Regions from separate parts of the Hordeum vulgare genome. Here region 2 is linked to region 1. The links are chromatin contacts, called in public Hi-C maps. All regions are on one chromosome and are shown on one strand. The core of a region is the stretch at or near the end of the contact, and the rest is flanking DNA. Distances in the headings are between cores, read along the strand shown.

Evidence for each region. A called contact is a pair of places that touch in the nucleus more often than the background predicts.
Region 2: a contact with region 1 is called in a Hi-C map of seedling, with 2.0 times the contacts expected there. The contact joins the promoter of LOC123397985 here to the promoter of LOC123398078 in region 1. A contact is called at or near these places in 2 of 6 Hi-C or Micro-C datasets (leaf and seedling).

The regions. Positions count from the first base shown.
Region 1 is chr5H:19,599,932-19,605,221 of MorexV3_pseudomolecules_assembly, reverse strand. LOC123398078 (protein kinase PINOID-like) reads left to right here and starts at 2,979. Exons shown (of 1, transcript XM_045092584.1): 1 at 2,979-4,911. The coding sequence starts at 3,225. The coding sequence ends at 4,676. It also overlaps the pseudogene LOC123398079.
Region 2 is chr5H:19,946,181-19,951,470 of MorexV3_pseudomolecules_assembly, reverse strand. It overlaps LOC123397985, which reads left to right and starts at 3,270. Exons shown (of 10, transcript XM_045092493.1): 1 at 3,270-3,566; 2 at 3,674-3,830; 3 at 4,287-4,389; 4 at 4,480-4,547; 5 at 4,715-4,867; 6 at 4,956-5,084; 7 at 5,180-5,290. The coding sequence starts at 3,367.

The sequences.
Region 1 (5,290 bases), core at 1,730-4,229:
GTCACGCCACCGGACGGCGGCCGGGCGAGGTCGGGCGAGCGCAGCCGCGGCCAGGCGCGGGCGGGCTCGGGCGAGGGCGGTCGCGGCCAGACGCAGGCGGGCTCCGGCGAGCGCTGCCGCGGCTAGGCGCGGGCGGGCTCAGGCGAGCGCTGCCGTGGCCAGGCGCGGGCGGGTACGGCCACTGCCCGGCACGGCTGGGCGCGGGGCCGCGGGCACGACCACGGCCTTGCGCAGGGCGTGGCGCGGGTGGCATGTGCGCCTCGCGTTGGGAGTCGACGAAGACGACGCCGTAGGCGGGCGATACGGGAAGGAGACCGAGGCCGCTTGGGAAGCCGTCGAGGCTGGGGCCGTGCGCCGCCGCTGCCACGGGACGAGCCTCGTGGCGCAGCGCAAGCGGCCTGGCGGACGGGCGCTGGGCACGGGCGGGCGCGGCGCGGTGGCCGCGTTCTAGAGCGCCGTGGCCAGATCCTGGCGCTGCCGACCACAGCGTCGGCGGGCAAGTGCGAGTGCCGCCATGGTCAGACGCGGGCACGAGCGGGCGGGTCCGGCCACGGCTTGGCGCGAGCGGGCCAGTCACGCATACGGATGCGGCGGCTACGACGGGGCACACCCGCATGGTTCCCAGTTCCTGGTACGATTGATCCATTCTTAAAATGCAGCCAGCGATTAGTTGGTTATTTCCTCGAATAATCATGGAAAGAACTAAATCAAAATACGTATTCTTGATCAATTTTCCCTTGTATAGGAGCATGCATCGGATGCCAAGATTTGCTTAGACGGTGTCATCCCCGTGCTCGGCGCTGATGATGCCGGGGGGCGGGAATGGTTGCCACGCCCTGGTCGAAAGAAGTCACGCCGGCAGGAGCGACGTCAATGCAAGGGGCGTCAACCGTGCCAAAGAGCATCGCGGCCTTGTTGTCGTCGTCTCCTATGTGCTGCCGGTTAGAGCGTGCTGATAACGTGTTCGAAGATGAAAACGAAAGTGATAATAAGAATCCTTAATCTTTATTGATGAGACTGCTGATATATATACAATGCCAAGGGACGCTTCTCAATAGACGTCCACAGCAAAGGATGCGAGCCACTGTCGCGACTGTTGTCAAAAGACAACCGTCGGCAGTTCCTAATCCCATAATTAATTCTAACAAAAACATGTGCAACAATCTAATGGCACGCGGTGGAGGCCAAGGCCTGCATACGTGCAATTCCACGCCTTGAATAATTGCTTGCACGGCTGGCAACCAAAACTCATGTGCGATATGTGGGTGGTCACATCGATCCCGGCCACTCGGCCGCTGCTGGTGTACGATGTGAAGCACCATGTGAGTGGGGGGGTGTCACCATTTCAGTGTTGGAAAAATGTACTAGTACAAAGGTGTTTTTTGCTGGACACGGCTCGCCGCGTGCCGCCTCTCGGGAGGGTAACATGGGCCTCCGAGCCGTTCCGATGATGCACGGGACAGACACGGCTTATTCCCGATGACAACGTTGATTTCCAATCTCCAAAAGCTTGGAGTCGTGCCGTGCCACCAACGGTGCAAATTGGACCCATGAACCCCGTGAGGGATCCACGATTCCACATACGTAGATAATACGTATTCTCTTCGTTCCTAAATATAAGTCTTTTTAAAAATAAAAATACGCACGAAACAAAATAAGTAAAGAACAGGACTACACAGCGGCGCCGCACTGATGTCTTTCGGTGCGACGGTTGTACCACGTCTGCTAATTGGCAAATTGCCATGAAAAGTAGCCACGTGCATACTTAATTGCCATAAAAAGTAGCCACATGCATGCTTAATTGCCATGAAAAGTAGCCACATGCATGCTTAATTGCCATGAAAAGTAGCCACATGCATGCTTAATTGTCATGAAAAGTAGCCACATGCATGAACATAAATTATGTGCACGCATTCATTGCAAGAAGTATAAAAAGAGCAACATGCAATGGCAGGCTGGCAGCCCAAGAAAAAAGCATACAACGCAACAATTCTCTTTGATGTTTGAAATTCAAAAAGTTTTATCTACAAAACCGTAAAGTCAATCGATGATCTGTTTTCACCATTGACTTTCTTGCGACGAGTTCTTCGAAACTAGATCTCATGTCGACATGTTCTGCCAATTATTTTTCCGGTTCATACTTGCCACATTTTTTGACCTCACTTGCCATATTATTAACCACTTGTGTGAGAAAAATAACTTAATTGCCACTTTTTAATATTGTTTCGTATAAAGCCTTGTAGCAGTTTATATTATGAATGATATAAAAAAGCATGTAATAGGTTGTGTTTGTCAATTTAAATATGCTAACATGTCGTATTTACATACAACTTTGTCAGAAAACTATTTTGTGTGCTTGTTAGTTTAACAATGCCGAGTTGACATATTACAAACGATGATCAAAAAAGATTTCTTATGGTCATCGATTTTAAATATGTTGAGTTGTCATATTTTCGCGTGTAATCGCCTATAAAAAGTTGTTTGTGTTTGTTAGTATGATTATGTCGAGATATCATATTTATATGCAATTTTTAAAAAAATATGACGATTAATTTATTTTTTATCAAAGAAGTAAGTACTTATTAATATGACAAATAAGTGAAACAAATGTGGTAAGTACGAGTAAAAATAAAGTTGTCGAAACATATCAATATGGGATCTAGTTTTGAAGATTTCGTCGAAACAAAGTCACCGGCAAAAACGGATCATCGATCGAATTAACGATTTAAGAGATAAAAGTTTTTGAATTTTGATTATTTAGAGATGAATCATTGCATGCATGCACGCATGCATTACGATGAGAATCGTATTGTATGCTTGCTCAGCGGCCGGACGGTGCTGCCTAGATGCGGCGCCGTTAGTTAGATTTTTCCATAAGTAAATCGTATGTCCATATACGAGTAGGAGTGAGCGAGCCACGTCCAGCGTACAGTGGGTGGCTGTCTCGCTCCATCTGGCAACAATGGGCCATGGTACGCTGACGTGGCAGACCACCGTGCCGTGCGAGCAGGATCGTATCGTGTGTTTGGCGCTGACCTGCGGGCCCGCGCGCGCTCGTCGCCGTTGGTATAAAACGCCCGGAGACTTCCCCCCCAGCAACCGTCCAAGGGAGTCCAGCAGCGCCCGCGCACTAGCAGAGTGAAGTGAAGAGCAGAAGAAGCTTCTGTCGTCGTGTCACTGTGCCTGTGCGTGAGGAGAGAGGTCGCTGCAGCGTTCGTGCTTTCATGGTGGCTGCAGCGCGTGCTCCGCTTCTCAGAAAGCCGCCGGCGAGGGAGGAGGAGGGGGAGGCGGAGGGGATGCCGGTGGTGGCGGAGGAGGGGTTGTCGGACCTGGAGACGGCGTCGTCGACGGGGGCGCCCAACTCGAGCCTGAGCTCGGCCAGCAGCGCCGGCAGCGTCGCGCGGTGCTCCAGCCTCTCGCGGCTCTCCTTCGACTGCACCCCGTCGGCCGCCATGGCGGCGGCGGCTGCGGCTACCGCCGCCTGCGGCTCCCCGCGCCCGTCCGTGGCGTTCCGGCCGCACCGGTCCAGCGACGCGGCGTGGGCGGCCATCCGCGCGCTCTCGGCCTCCTCCCCGGCGACGCCGCTCGGCCCCGCGGACTTCAAGCTGGTCCGGCGCGTCGGCGGCGGCGACATCGGCACGGTCTACCTCTGCCGCCTCCGGACCTCGGCGTCCGCGTGCCTCTACGCGATGAAGGTGGTGGACCGCCGCGCCGTGGCCAAGAAACACAAGCTGGAGCGCGCGGCCGCCGAGAGGCGCATCCTGCGGCTGCTCGACCACCCGTTCCTCCCCACGCTCTTCGCCGACTTCGACGCCGCCCCGCGCTTCTCCTGCGTCGTCATGGAGTTCTGCCCCGGCGGCGACCTCCACTCCCTCCGCCACCGCATGCCCTCCCGCCGCTTCCCGCTCCCCTCCGCGCGCTTCTACGCCGCCGAGGTGCTCCTGGCGCTCGAGTACCTGCACATGATGGGCATCGTCTACCGCGACCTCAAGCCGGAGAACGTGCTGATACGCGCCGACGGACACATCATGCTCACCGACTTCGACCTGTCGCTCGAGTCCACGTCGTCGCCGTCGCTCCAGCCCGCCGTCCCCAACGATGAAGAGGAAGTGCCGGAGAACGTGTCATGCTTCCCGATACGTTTCAAGCGGCGGAGGCACCGTCGCCGGTGCGCGGCGTCCCCCCCGCGGTTCGTGGCGGAGCCTGTGTCAGCGCGGTCGTGCTCGTTCGTCGGCACGCACGAGTACGTCGCCCCGGAGGTGGCCGGCGGGGGCGCGCACGGAGCCGCCGTGGACTGGTGGGCCTACGGCGTGTTCCTCTACGAGCTCCTCCACGGCCGCACCCCGTTCGCCGGCGCCACCAACGAGGACACGCTCCGCAACATCGTGCGCGCCCCGCTCACCTTCCCCACCTCCTCCGGCGCCGGCTGCCACGCCGACACCGCGGCGGCGCGGGACCTCATCGCGCGCCTGCTCACCAAGGACCCCGCCGCCCGCCTCGGGTCCCGCCACGGCGCCGCCGACGTGAAGGCGCACCCCTTCTTCAAGAGCCTCAACTTGGCGCTGCTCCGGTCGTCCAGGCCGCCCGTCGTCCCCAGCGCCCCGCTGCACCGGTCGCAGTCATGCAAGACGCCGGCGTCGCGCAAGCCGGACACGAAGCGCTTCGACCTCTTCTGACCGGCCGACGTCGTCCTCCTCCTCCTCCTCCCCGAGTCAACACCGGCGGCCGGCAGGCTGGACACAAACCTCTCCTCCGGCCATCTCGTGCCGACGTTAACCCCTTGATAATTACTCCTAGCTAGCGCATGCATGCATTGACCTAGCCTACTACTACTACTATAGCAGTATAGCTGCCAGTGCACCGTTGTAGTACAATCAACTGTTAATCACGCATCTCAGTACTTACCGTTAATCTCCCATGTGTTAGTGATATCTTGTGCTCTACCGACGGCTCAATCACTCAATTTTCTACCGATTTCATCACCGTGGTAGTACACATGCTCCAAAGTGCAGAGCATTTAGATTTAGCAAGACTGATTAGGTAAAACGTGTGTGGGGAGTGCAGTGAATCATGTCGGGTATTTGGCGCTGATTATTGATCAGGGAGTGCACTGATTACTTTGTAGGTGTGTTAATGATGTAAGTAGCATCGAGACAAGCATCACATGGGTGATGGGGCTGTCTGGTTACAGGCCTGTGGTTCCCATTAATTGCTCGTTGACCTGTCCCTTGCTCCTGTCTCCTCTCATCTGTCTCTGGGCGTGTCTGTCGTCCATATGATGTGGCCTTGA
Region 2 (5,290 bases), core at 2,021-4,520, 350 kb before region 1:
ATGTTTTTTAGATGTTTTGTTAGTGTAACAAGCGTTCTTGTCATTTTTTATGTGAAATGGGATAACAGCGATTGGTCGGTGAAAGATAAAATTAACTTTAACCTTTGGCGTTCGACTTATTTTTTCTTCACAGGTCAAAATGCTTACTCTTTCCTCATAAAAATTGCGGATAGCATTTGAGTGGCACAATGAATGCATTTATTTTTTAATTTAGAACTAACATTTGCAAAATGCATTTCGGCACGTCAAAGCATATATGCTCCCAAATACCCCGTACTCCCTCCATAGCACTATCACACGTTACTAGCGCTTGAAGCAACACCTGAACAAATATACTACAAGTTTCCAATAATTTTTCCAAAAACCTGAACATTTTTTATGAAAATGATAGACGTTTTCAAATACACTATTTTATTTTGAATTTGTGAGCGATTTTAGAATTTGGATGTGGTTTTCTAAGATTTCTAAGAATTTTTAAAAACCTGATATTTTTCCAAAATTCTCAAATATTTTTGGGAAACACAAACATTTGTTGAGTCTTTGAAGCAATTTTGAAAAACAAGAACATTTTTATGGAAAGGATTTTTTTTTTGAAAATGCAAACATTGTTTCAATTTGTGAACATATTTGAGAATCGGGAACACTTGTTGAGATTCCGATTTTTTTGGAAAGCACGGAATTTTTTTAAATCTGTTTTTTTTATTATGTGAATTTTTGAAAAAATGGAAAACTGAAAAAATGAAAAATAAAAAATAAAAACGTATATATAATAAAAGAAGGACGCTGCTATGTGTCCATTGGCGGATCTTTTAAAAAGACCCGTCGCCTCGTGAGCCGTCAGATCTGACCGATTGAGCGATCTAACATTACGTTTTATCATTGTAACATCACACATGTTGCAGGAATTTTTTGCAACATGGGTTATGTTGTAGAAATTTTTGCAACACAGATCAAGTTTCAGTTTATTTTTGCAATAAAGATCTTGTTACAGTTTTTTCTATAAGAAAGGCCTTGTTGCAATTTATTTATTTGCAACAAAGATCTCGTTCCTATTTAATTTTTCTGTAACAAAGGCCTTGTTACATTTTTTGCAACAAATACCGGACAGTGAGCAGTGAGTAGGTTGATCGAAGAAAAAAAAAGAAAATTACTCTGGCAAGACACGCATCACACAGACGAGTCGGTGGATGCTCGCATGAGATCCGCCGGTGGAAGATCTGACACAGATCTAATGGGGTGAACATATTTTTTCTAGTCAGCAACAAAGATGTTGTTGCGAAAATATTTATAACAAAGGTTGTGTTGCGGAATTTTGCGCAACAAAGGTTCCGTTGTGGATTTTCTTTGCAACAGAGGTTGTGTTGCAGAATATTTTTTTGGCAACAAAGGTCTTGTTGTGATTTTTTTTGCCAAAGAGGTCTTGTTACGGATTTTTTATAGTGGAGGTCTTGTTGCACATTTGTTTTTTTACAACAACATTGATGTTACAGAAGTGGACAACGCCTTGCCGTCGTCGGTGTCGAGCATAGGTCGTCTTCTTCATCACCCGGTAGCATTACGAACGGGCATCGTCGATCTAGAAGAGGGACGAGGAGGGAGGGTGGATGGTTGTGAGGCGGCCGACGACCGCGATGGCAGAGCGCGTGCTCATTGGCGTCAGTGGCGGTCTCGCCGGCTGCTCAGATTCCAGCACCTCGTATGGATGAAGGAGAGAAGAGGGAGGAGCATGAGGACAGAGCGACATAGCTCGTCAATGGCGGTCGGAGAAGAGCTCCGGCGTGTGTGCTCGAGCGGCCATGGCCACTAGTCATGAGCGCATGAAGACGGGAGAGGTGACCTCATCGACATGCTTGTCGGCGGCGGCGTTTGCATGCTATGTGTGGCCTCATCCACATGCTGCCGGCGGCGAGCAGCAATGGCGGCGGTTGGAGGAGCGCATGGAGGCATCGGCTTGGCTGGAAGCTCGGAAGAGCACGAGAAGATCTAGATCCAGATCCCGCAACACATCACTAGTTACGGTGGGGGAATTGCATCAACAACTCGGTTGCGAAAACTAGTCTAAATGATGTGTAGCTCCCGATCCATCAATAAAATCTGGTTTGACGGCTACAGAACCGGCGAACACATGCATTATTATCGGTCGGATGATTAGAATTATTTCTCATAAAAAAAAGGGAAAAGCTAGTGGTTAACCGACGGATCTTTTCTCCCACATCTGTCACGTTCTACGCTTGACATATGTCTTGATGGACCAGCGCATCACTTCTTGCTTTCATCCCAATCTTCACCAAAATGGTCACATATATTTGTATCTCCTCTCCATGCGTTGAATCTAAGCTTCACCGGCAACCTTTTTCAGATCTCATCTTAACATGCATAGCACTTCGTACTCCAGTTCTTGCAACTTGCCACTTGTTTCGGAAAGGCATACCGGAACAACCACACGTTCTCACATTGACCCTACCACCCATACCTCTATCTCACCATCCCCTGCCTATTTTCCACGGATCTCATCCCCACCTCTTCTCAAACAAGCATGTTGCTGCAACCCAACCACATCGGCGGCGGCCACTGACGTCCTTCCTTCTTCGTAAAAACACGGGTGCTGCAGAGACAACGGGTTGCTCTCTCCGCTGCAACAGTCGGTGTTCTTGCAAGTTTTCGCAACAACAATATTTTTACAGGAATACATAAAAGAGGCTGGAGATGTTGGGTCGTATTGCAATGAAGGTTTTGCAACATAGGTCTTGTTATAGAAAGAGAAGAAGAAGTTCTGCATCAAGGGTCTTGTTACAGAAAAGTAAAGTTTTTTGTTTGCAACAGATATCGTGTTGCAGGAAATTAGAGAAGCGAAGATTTTGTAACAGAGGTCTTATTGCAGAAAAATAGAAAAAAGATTTTTTTTGTCACATGACTCTTGTCACAGAAAGTTAGAGAAGAAGAGAGTTTGCAAAAAAACACTGCTACAAAAAATAAATAAGAAGAAATAACGTCTCATCTCATACAATCGGACGACTCGCAAGACGACGGATAAGATCCTCCGGCCGACGCGTAGCACGGTCCTAAAAGAAAAAGGAAAAAGAGACATAAAGAACTGGATAAAAACACTCTATAGAAGGTTCTCAAAACCAGGATAGAAATGGGCCGTCCACCCGGTCGCTGGGTCGCACGTCCGTGCTGTGCGAAAGCGAGGACGGCTCGACGTCCGGTGTTGCGCACCGCGCTGTGCAGGAGTATTATCCCTGGCTGGCATTATATTCGGGTCAGTTTCGGATAGAAAATGAGAGGCGGGCCAGAAAGTGCACCTTGCACTCAAATCCATCCTGCTGACTTCTCAGCTCGGTCACCTCCGTTCCATGGTGTACCATGCTGATGGTGGCCGCCGCCGCTGCAGCAGCGCCAGACCAGCCCTTCTTCTCCCAGCCCCGCCGCCCCCCACAGCCCGCTAGCCTCTTCTCCCTAAGGAAACCCGGCGGCTCGGCCCTCCCGCCTCACTCCTCGCGCTGTCGCTGCCACTGCCCCTCCTGGAGCAACAGCGCGCACGCGCGCCGGAGCAGCCATTGCCGGTATGATATGATGTGACATGATACGGATGAATGTGTGCGCGCCTGCTATGTGCTTTGTGCCTTTGTCAGTGCTACAGTCGCTGAATTCGGCTGTGTGGACGGTGCAGTGCCGGTGCGACGCCGGACCACCCGGGCGAGCCGCCGCCGCCGTCGGGCAGGGGCGGCCGTTACCATCCCTGGGAGGATATCGCCGAGACGCTTCAGCTCGACGACGGCGAGCCCGCGCGCCTCACCGACGCCGAATCCGCCCGGACAATCGTGGAGGTCAGAAAATTTGCTCCGTCCATTAGAGTCTTCTGCACTGCATTTCTGTCAAGTGCGAGGAGACTATTACGGTCAGTCAGAAGTATTCAGCAGTGCAATGCAATGACCCTCGGGAGTTATTCTATCTGCCCCTGTCTGTTTTGAAGCGTACTCTGAATTTCAGGCTATGACAGCTTTGGTTGTTCAGATAAACAACTGAACCATCGGTCTTTAACTTCAGATAAACAAGATTGATCTATGAATAATAGATAGTCTTTTAGTTGGTTTGTGTTTCCCCACCTCAGGGTTAGATAGTCTTTTAGTTGATTTGTGTTTCCCCACCTGATTGGTATGTTTTCCTTTCTACTTGAGAACAATTCCATAAAGAAAATAAAAAATTGGAAGAAAAAAAATCCTACTGCTTTCGGTCAATAAAATTGAGTCTCCAGTGCTGAATCGTGCAATATGCATGCTCAGGTCAACAACAATGCAACGGTGATGATCTCCACGCTCATCGATGACGGCGTGCACGAGAGGATCATCCTGCCCGAGTTCCCCTACTTGACCGACGAGAATGGAGGTATATATGCGGCTGGTTACTTGGGTCCATAATTTGTGCAACTGTCATTTTTCTTCCATTAAGCTTACGTACGTGTGGCAATCTACTCAGATATTTACTTCGAGGTCGACAACGACGACGCGGTCATGGAAAACATTATGGGAGACGACAAGATTGCGGTAACAATTCTTTTATTTATTTTTATGAAGGGTAACAATTCTGATATAATTCTCCACTTCTCAATCCCGAAAAAAAACCAGTTATCTTCGTGAAAAGGTCAATTATGTAGTGTTGTGTCTTGTGGCTTGTGCCTGCACTTAAGTTAATATGTTGTTGGTATCTGCAGCATGTTATCATTGGACTCGATAACACAGATGTCTTTGCTGACTTGGATCTAGCGGCAGCGTCATCAACTTCATTTGCACAAGAAGAAGAAGAAGAAGAAGAAGAGGAGGAAGAAGACGATGATTCTGGCGATTCTGATGATGAATATGAGGAGGTAGTAAAATTCTTCACAGCTGGGAAACTGGCCAACAGCAATATAGTTCAGTGATTTACCTTGATGCTGTGTGTCTGAAAACATGTAGGAGGGCATATATGCTGTTGATGAAGAAGATGGGGATGATGATGATGAAGATGATGATGCACCTAACTGGTCCAACCTTGAAACTGTAAATTCTTGTCATCCACTATACTTTGCGAGGATGATTGTGGAGGTAGATTATTGAAACTCAATTAGCATCCATCAGCTTATGTACCACCCTTTCTGAATCACTTTATTAGCCACTCTGCTCTTAACTTTTATTGTCAGAATGCGAGCAAATCAAGTATAGATTGGTTGGACCGACCACCTGCAAGCCTTGTTGTTGAGGGTCAGCTGAGACCTGCGTTTGCTGAAGAGAGCACCATGGTTTCCAGGCAT